Regions from separate parts of the Zea mays genome. Here region 2 is linked to region 1. The links are chromatin contacts, called in public Hi-C maps. All regions are on one chromosome and are shown on one strand. Each heading gives the region's core, a stretch centred on a gene start, on an enhancer-like site or on the middle of the called end of the contact. The rest is flanking DNA. Distances are from core to core; before and after follow the strand shown.

Evidence for each region. A called contact is a pair of places that touch in the nucleus more often than the background predicts.
Region 2: a Hi-C map of tassel shows a contact between it and region 1, with 3 times the contacts expected there. The contact joins two enhancer-like sites. A contact is called at or near these places in 2 of 25 Hi-C or Micro-C datasets (ear and tassel).

What each region holds. Positions count from the first base shown.
Region 1 is chr4:231,532,098-231,535,541 of Zm-B73-REFERENCE-NAM-5.0, forward strand. No RefSeq gene overlaps it. Among protein-coding and RNA genes, the nearest start is that of LOC100502389, 70 kb to the left of the region's middle. Within about 2 kb of position 1,389, at least 18 of the 20 cell types and tissues checked have an H3K27ac peak or open chromatin away from gene starts, as enhancers often do. A contact at or near this core is called in ear and tassel, where this site is marked.
Region 2 is chr4:231,807,155-231,810,558 of Zm-B73-REFERENCE-NAM-5.0, forward strand. No RefSeq gene overlaps it. Among protein-coding and RNA genes, the nearest start is that of LOC103651773, 12 kb to the left of the region's middle. Within about 2 kb of position 1,302, at least 13 of the 20 cell types and tissues checked have an H3K27ac peak or open chromatin away from gene starts, as enhancers often do. A contact at or near this core is called in ear and tassel, where this site is marked.

The DNA of each region.
Region 1 (3,444 bases), core at 139-2,638:
CCAAACTCCTTGCATTGTTGTGACGTAACTTACCATATCTATGTAAAACATACGTTAGTCACAATAATCCTGCATTAACCTTAATTACCATTGAACCATTAACTTTACATATAATATTAATCATTTAACTGGGAATTGGTATGGTAACTGTTGGGGATTTGTTCTTAACTGCTATGAATTAAGAACAAGGCAACACAGAAATTGTTAAACGTTAAAGTCCTTCGTCCTTCGAAGAATTATCTCCCCTGGGATATAATAAATTCCGGACGAAGGTTATGAAGGACATACCTTCATAAGCACAACAAATAATGAAGAAGGATTTACATAAAATATGAAAAATAATATAAGCATTTGATTATTATTATTAACTCATTTCTATTTTATTATTATAGAAATGATAACAAATTACAAATGTACCTTCGGCTTGAAGGAAAGCAAAAGTACCAGCATGGCGCAAAAGCAAATGCCCAATGCGTGATTACAGGAGCCTAGGCACATGATGCAATTTGCGCAAAATTACATGTATGCCCTTCTCAATCGACTATGATAATGACACAAAACAATATGGGTCTTTAAGTCAATTCATCTCTAAGTCGGTTCGACCCTTCATCTTGAGATTTATCTTTATGCCGAAGCTTTATAAATAATAGCTTCGGCGCTTGCTTCTGAGAAGACTTTTCGAAGGTGTTCTTTTTTAGGATCTTCGGCTACGAAGTATACCCCCAACAGTAACAAAAAAAGCTCGCAAAGGAAAAGATTTCTCTAATTAGTGTGGCGTTAATGTTTTGGTCTGTTTGGCTTAGATGTGACAAAGTCATCTTTCTCTCAATCAATAGCATCAATTATACAGGTTCTTTTTAGGCTGACATACTGGTTCAGATTCTTGAGATTATTCTTGAGATTATTGCAGAAAAAGGAAGATCACCGCGAGGTTCTTGCAATTAGCACAACAGGTATATAGTATAATACCAACCGTACGAGGTACGCCGCGTAAGGCACTCACTAGCCGACATCCCAATCCGCCTGAAAAGGAGGGGAAGCCAAAGTGACACAGGTGGTGAGGTGCCAGCCTTCGCCTTTGATGGACGCTGTACCTGTACGCGCGCGTGTTGCGGTCTGTAGAGTAGCAGGATAATTGGACGCTCCGATGACACGACTGCACATTCTCGTACACCAGGCTGCTATCTGCTTTCATATATTTGACGCGTATGCATACGTGCGTGCTTGGACTCGTATACTACTACTTGTACTTGTACATGGGTGCGTGCAAACAGCGCGTGTCCTTGCCACGGTGATTCGGGCTTGCAGACGAATCTGAACCGGTCGAAGCTGTCGGCTAGGGATGATACCAGTTCCTCTCACATGTGATGTGACACGCGGCACTGCTGCTATTATGCAAAGGTGAAAGGTGGGCGGCTCTCAGAAAGAGCGCAGTGCAGTGGCCTCCCTCATGTCTCCTAGCTTGGCAGCTTTATTATTATTAGAATCCTAAACGAGGGCTTTAAAGCGGGCCAGACGGGGGAGGTAAAAGCTGAAGGAAGAAGACCTTGCAACTGCATGCACCAAAAGCTAGCTCGACAGGGGGGAGGGGAAATCTCCACCGCTCTCGTTCCCATCTCTTTCTTTCTCTAGTACCTATCAACAGTGCCATGCATCGGCCTCCGTGCATGGATGCATGATGACTTTTTTTTCACTTTTTAAGTGCCCATCAGCCGTCGCCATCTCGCTGCCCCTGGTTACTACTGCTGGTACAGAACGTAGTAAGTTCCTTTTAGCGAAAACAAGCTGAAATTACGAAGTTGTTTTGTAACCGCACCTTTTTTTTCTGGTAACCCCATTTATTTATTATTATATGAAAGTACACAAGTCGGATCAGAGCAGCGTATCTTATCTATGGATCTTTTTTTTTGCATTTGAGAAGAGGCGCTTGCGCTTCCAATGAAGCTGGCTATTCTGGTGTGGTGATGACGGGCTGATGAACTGCCACAGTATTCCTTGCCTATGAGCTAGCTCTTTGTTTTGTATACCTCTAGGTTGAAAACTACAATCCCTTATTATTCAATTTTGAATAGCATGGGATTACAGTTCTCTTAATTCTCTCTAATACTCTTGCTCCCAAACATGTACGGAAGGTATAACTTGTGTTTCTGAAATTCTAAAGCCAGTGTATTTTCATCTTTCCAAAACCATGGATTGCAGGTAGGTAAAATTCGCAGTCAAGAATTTCCTTAGCTAAAAGTTACGTAGATGAGAAAGTATAGCTTTTCTCAACCATGGATTTGGATGTTTTTTTTCTTTGCTGGTATATCGACAGCAGCATTCAGATCCGAAATGCATGCCTGATGCAAATCAACCAATCAATCAAGCAAAACCTGCCTTTGAAGGCCGTAAATAATGCGTATTACCCCACCCAAGGGGTACACACTACTACTGCTCTACTCCTCGTGGATCCCTCAGCAACAAATGAATCAACATTCTATCAAAAAAAAAAAACAAATGAATCAACAGCAGCGCTCCTGTGATGCTAGTAGGAGTACAGCAGTCAGTCACATTGTAACAGCTGGGCCTTTGGTTTGCCTCCCGCTCCACTCGGGCCCCTATTTTTTGTTTGAACTAGCTTAGAGCGCAATAAGGCCTCGGCACAAGCCCATTGGGCTTTGGGCCTCCAATTTGCACAAATGTTGGCCAAATGAAACATGAGAAAAATCTCGAAATCAGAGAGGGAGAATAATTTATGACGTGTTTGGATTGCAGCATTATTCAGCCCAAAGTCGAATCATCTGTCATGGGTTGGAGACGAGAAGAACGAGGTCATTCGATATTGTTTTTTTGAGGAACCAGCTCGTCCGTCAACTTACGTTTGAGGGGAAGGCTATGAAAGATAGCTTGACGACGGATCGGTTCACCTCGTGACACAAACCAAACAGAACATCCAGGTTCAGACTTAGGTTCAAATGATTCCGGATGAGTCCATATCATCAATCTAAATGCGTCATTAACTACTCCTACCTACGTGACTCTGCCACTTCGTACATTTTATGTCGTATCACGAGGGTTGAACCAGCGATTACTTTACTACTATACCCTGTTCTGATAATTATAATTTAGATATTGATCAATTAAAATAATATAGTTTTATACGAAATATATGTATATATATCCTATATCTACTGTATAAAACACCCGTTTCCACGGTTTCAAGAGTTCGAACCTTGATTGTTGGCTCTACATTCACATCCACCTAACCAACAGAAGCACACGTATTATTGTATTTTATTAAAACAAAGCCTACACATGTGATATATAGAAACCGTGACAATGCACGGGTATCTGACTAATTATTGATTATATGCAATACATATATCTATGTGACCAACGAAAATTAGTTAATTCTCTCAATAATTTTAATCAATTAATATGCGAGGGTTATAGATCGACCAAAAT
Region 2 (3,404 bases), core at 52-2,551, 270 kb after region 1:
AAACTGCCGCACATATCTTTCCTAAATTTATGCGCATGCATTGGATCGTGTTTGACTCATGCATGCATTCCTTTTTTTGCGCTAACAGACGTGGGTTAGGTGGCGCACCCGACAGTCTGTTTGGGCGCGCTGGTTGAACCAGTTTGCAGGGTGGTCGGCCTGGGCTTGCTTTAACTATTAGAAGCACAGGGCTCCCGTTATATATATATATATATATATATATATATATATATATATATATATATAATATTAACTAATTTACTAAAATTAATTGTTTAGATGTCTCAAACTAATTTTAGCCAATAACTATAATCTCTAGTGTTGTAGTAGTAGATGATGCTACAAGTTAAAAAAATGCGTGATATATATATGAAGTACGTACTCGCGCGTCTCAAATAAAAGATTTGAAATTGAAAAACTATTGGTAGAGCATAAAAGGAACCTGAGCCTCCCAGATAAAAGCTTTAAATTCCATGTCTATGATGTGTGCACGCACTCTTAGGGCTTGTTCGGTTAGCTCTCAATCAATGTGGATTGAGTGGGATTGGATGAGTTTGAATCCTAAACAAGTCAAATCTCTTCTCATTTTTTTCAATCCCATCCAATCCATGTGTTTTAGGAATAACCGAACAAGCCCTTAGGCCTTGTTCGGTTAATCCCGTTACATATGGATTGGACGGGATTGGAAAAAATTGAGAAGAAATTAGACTTGTTTGGGATTTAAACCTACCCAATCCCACTCAATCCACATGGATTGAGAGCTAACCGAACAAGCCCTATGGATCGGATACTGTGCCATCCCCACTAGGTCATGCATTTGGGCATGCATATTAACTACTACAATTATTTGTGACTCCAGTATGCGTCTGACTTCACAGCAGCATGTGTGTGTGTGTATGTAGATAGATGAAGCGTGTTTCATCATGTGAGCGGATGTTTGCATGCATGCAACTACTCGATCTCCTCATAATAAAAATTTCCCAAAATAAATGCACTATAATAAGAGAATTGGATCATATCTAACCCCTATATAGCTTTCTCAAATGCTAAACTGTAATGGTCGTTACGTACATCTTTACAAATGTATGTATGTATATACGTAATTTCTCGTCAACATTAACCTCTTTATATTACCTCAAAATTTAAAAGTGCAATTATTTTGGAACCAAGATAGAGATGAGTAGCAGCTAGCTAGGGGCACAGGCGCGCGATCATCTTTCGTTCTGTCCAGCCGGCCGGTCCCACGCCCTGCGCTAGCTGCTGCCAGTATATTGCGTGCACCTGCACACACATGCATTACCATGCATCTGAACGAGCTTGCTTGTCCGCTTGCATATGTTTGTTTCTGCATTGGCATATATACTCCATGCACAAGCATTGATGGCGCACCTGGCTTCTAGAGTTTTTTTTTCTTCTTCTTTATTTGCGGCTGAACACCTGGATAGTTAATTAGATTACGCATGCTTTCTAATTACTTTTGTGGGAGTATCTCACATTATATTTACTGATTTTATATTTTGTAATCTCATAGTAGTATCTTATATATATTCTTAATTTATTTGTGTCATATATATATAAAGCATTTAGCTTTCATATAGATGATCTTTTAGTACTTTGGCCCCTAAAAATTAATTCATGGACAATGTTAGTAATTTTTATCACATGAAATTATCAAAGTGGGCGTGGTTAATTAGTTACCATGTGGCATTGCGCGCCCAGGTGAAAAATCAGAGGCAACTCTAGCACACCAACACCACTGCCCATTGCATTGATTTCCTTCAGGTGGACCAACAACAATCAAAAGGGGGGGGGGGGGGGGGGGGGGGGGGGGGACACACGAGAATCTAGAGATATGTGCGCGCTTCGTTAGTTATTATTGATGTTGTTGTTTGGAAAAGACACGCACAAACGGACATGCCCATGGAGCTAGATAACCACTTTATGGCCTCTCTGCTATTTTCTTTTTACACAAGAGACACACGCAAGGAGACACTGGAAGCAACGTTGGTATGCTTTTTCCAAGCATGCAGATAATTCTTTGTCACCTTCTTGTTAGCCAATAGCGGTTTATTGTATTAGCAGCTTTACCCTGTGGAACAAATGGAATGTTTTGCCCAATTAATCGAGGCTGCACGAATCCATGCACGTCTACTTTGATTTGGAGGTTTATTTCAGTAAGTTTCCTTAGTTTTATATATGATCATGCGTTAAGGATCTTAACTGTTTGCAGCAGCGCCTGCCTTTTTAATTTATATATGGAATGGCAAAGCCGCAAGAGCTTAAGGATTTAATTAATGTCGATCGCACACCACGTACGGAAGATATACGCTGCATGCACTGGTCATTATATATATACATGTAATAATCGTATGTAATCAAATGGAAGACATAAAACTAATTGACTCTCCCAACATGCATGCTTCCTATATACTATTTTGCTACAAAAAAACTTATTAGAATATATATAATGACGTAGTACGCACACTGACTCGATCAAATACTTGAATGCTGGGGACACACGGGACCTCTGCATGCAGCTATTGGATGTCTGGGATGACATGTGTTAATACTGGAAAAAAATTTGGTGCAGCAGTGCTGCAAACCGAGTGGTTTGCAGCCTCTCACAAAAAGGGGGGGGGGGGGGGGACACACGAGAATCTAGAGATATGTGCGCGCTTCGTTAGTTATTATTGATGTTGTTGTTTGGAAAAGACACGCACAAACGGACATGCCCATGGAGCTAGATAACCACTTTATGGCCTCTCTGCTATTTTCTTTTTACACAAGAGACACACGCAAGGAGACACTGGAAGCAACGTTGGTATGCTTTTTCCAAGCATGCAGATAATTCTTTGTCACCTTCTTGTTAGCCAATAGCGGTTTATTGTATTAGCAGCTTTACCCTGTGGAACAAATGGAATGTTTTGCCCAATTAATCGAGGCTGCACGAATCCATGCACGTCTACTTTGATTTGGAGGTTTATTTCAGTAAGTTTCCTTAGTTTTATATATGATCATGCGTTAAGGATCTTAACTGTTTGCAGCAGCGCCTGCCTTTTTAATTTATATATGGAATGGCAAAGCCGCAAGAGCTTAAGGATTTAATTAATGTCGATCGCACACCACGTACGGAAGATATACGCTGCATGCACTGGTCATTATATATATACATGTAATAATCGTATGTAATCAAATGGAAGACATAAAACTAATTGACTCTCCCAACATGCATGCTTCCTATATACTATTTTGCTACAAAAAAACTTATTAGAATATATATAATGACGTAGTACGCACACTGACTCGATCAAATACTTGAATGCTGGGGACACACGGGACCTCTGCATGCAGCTATTGGATGTCTGGGATGACATGTGTTAATACTGGAAAAAAATTTGGTGCAG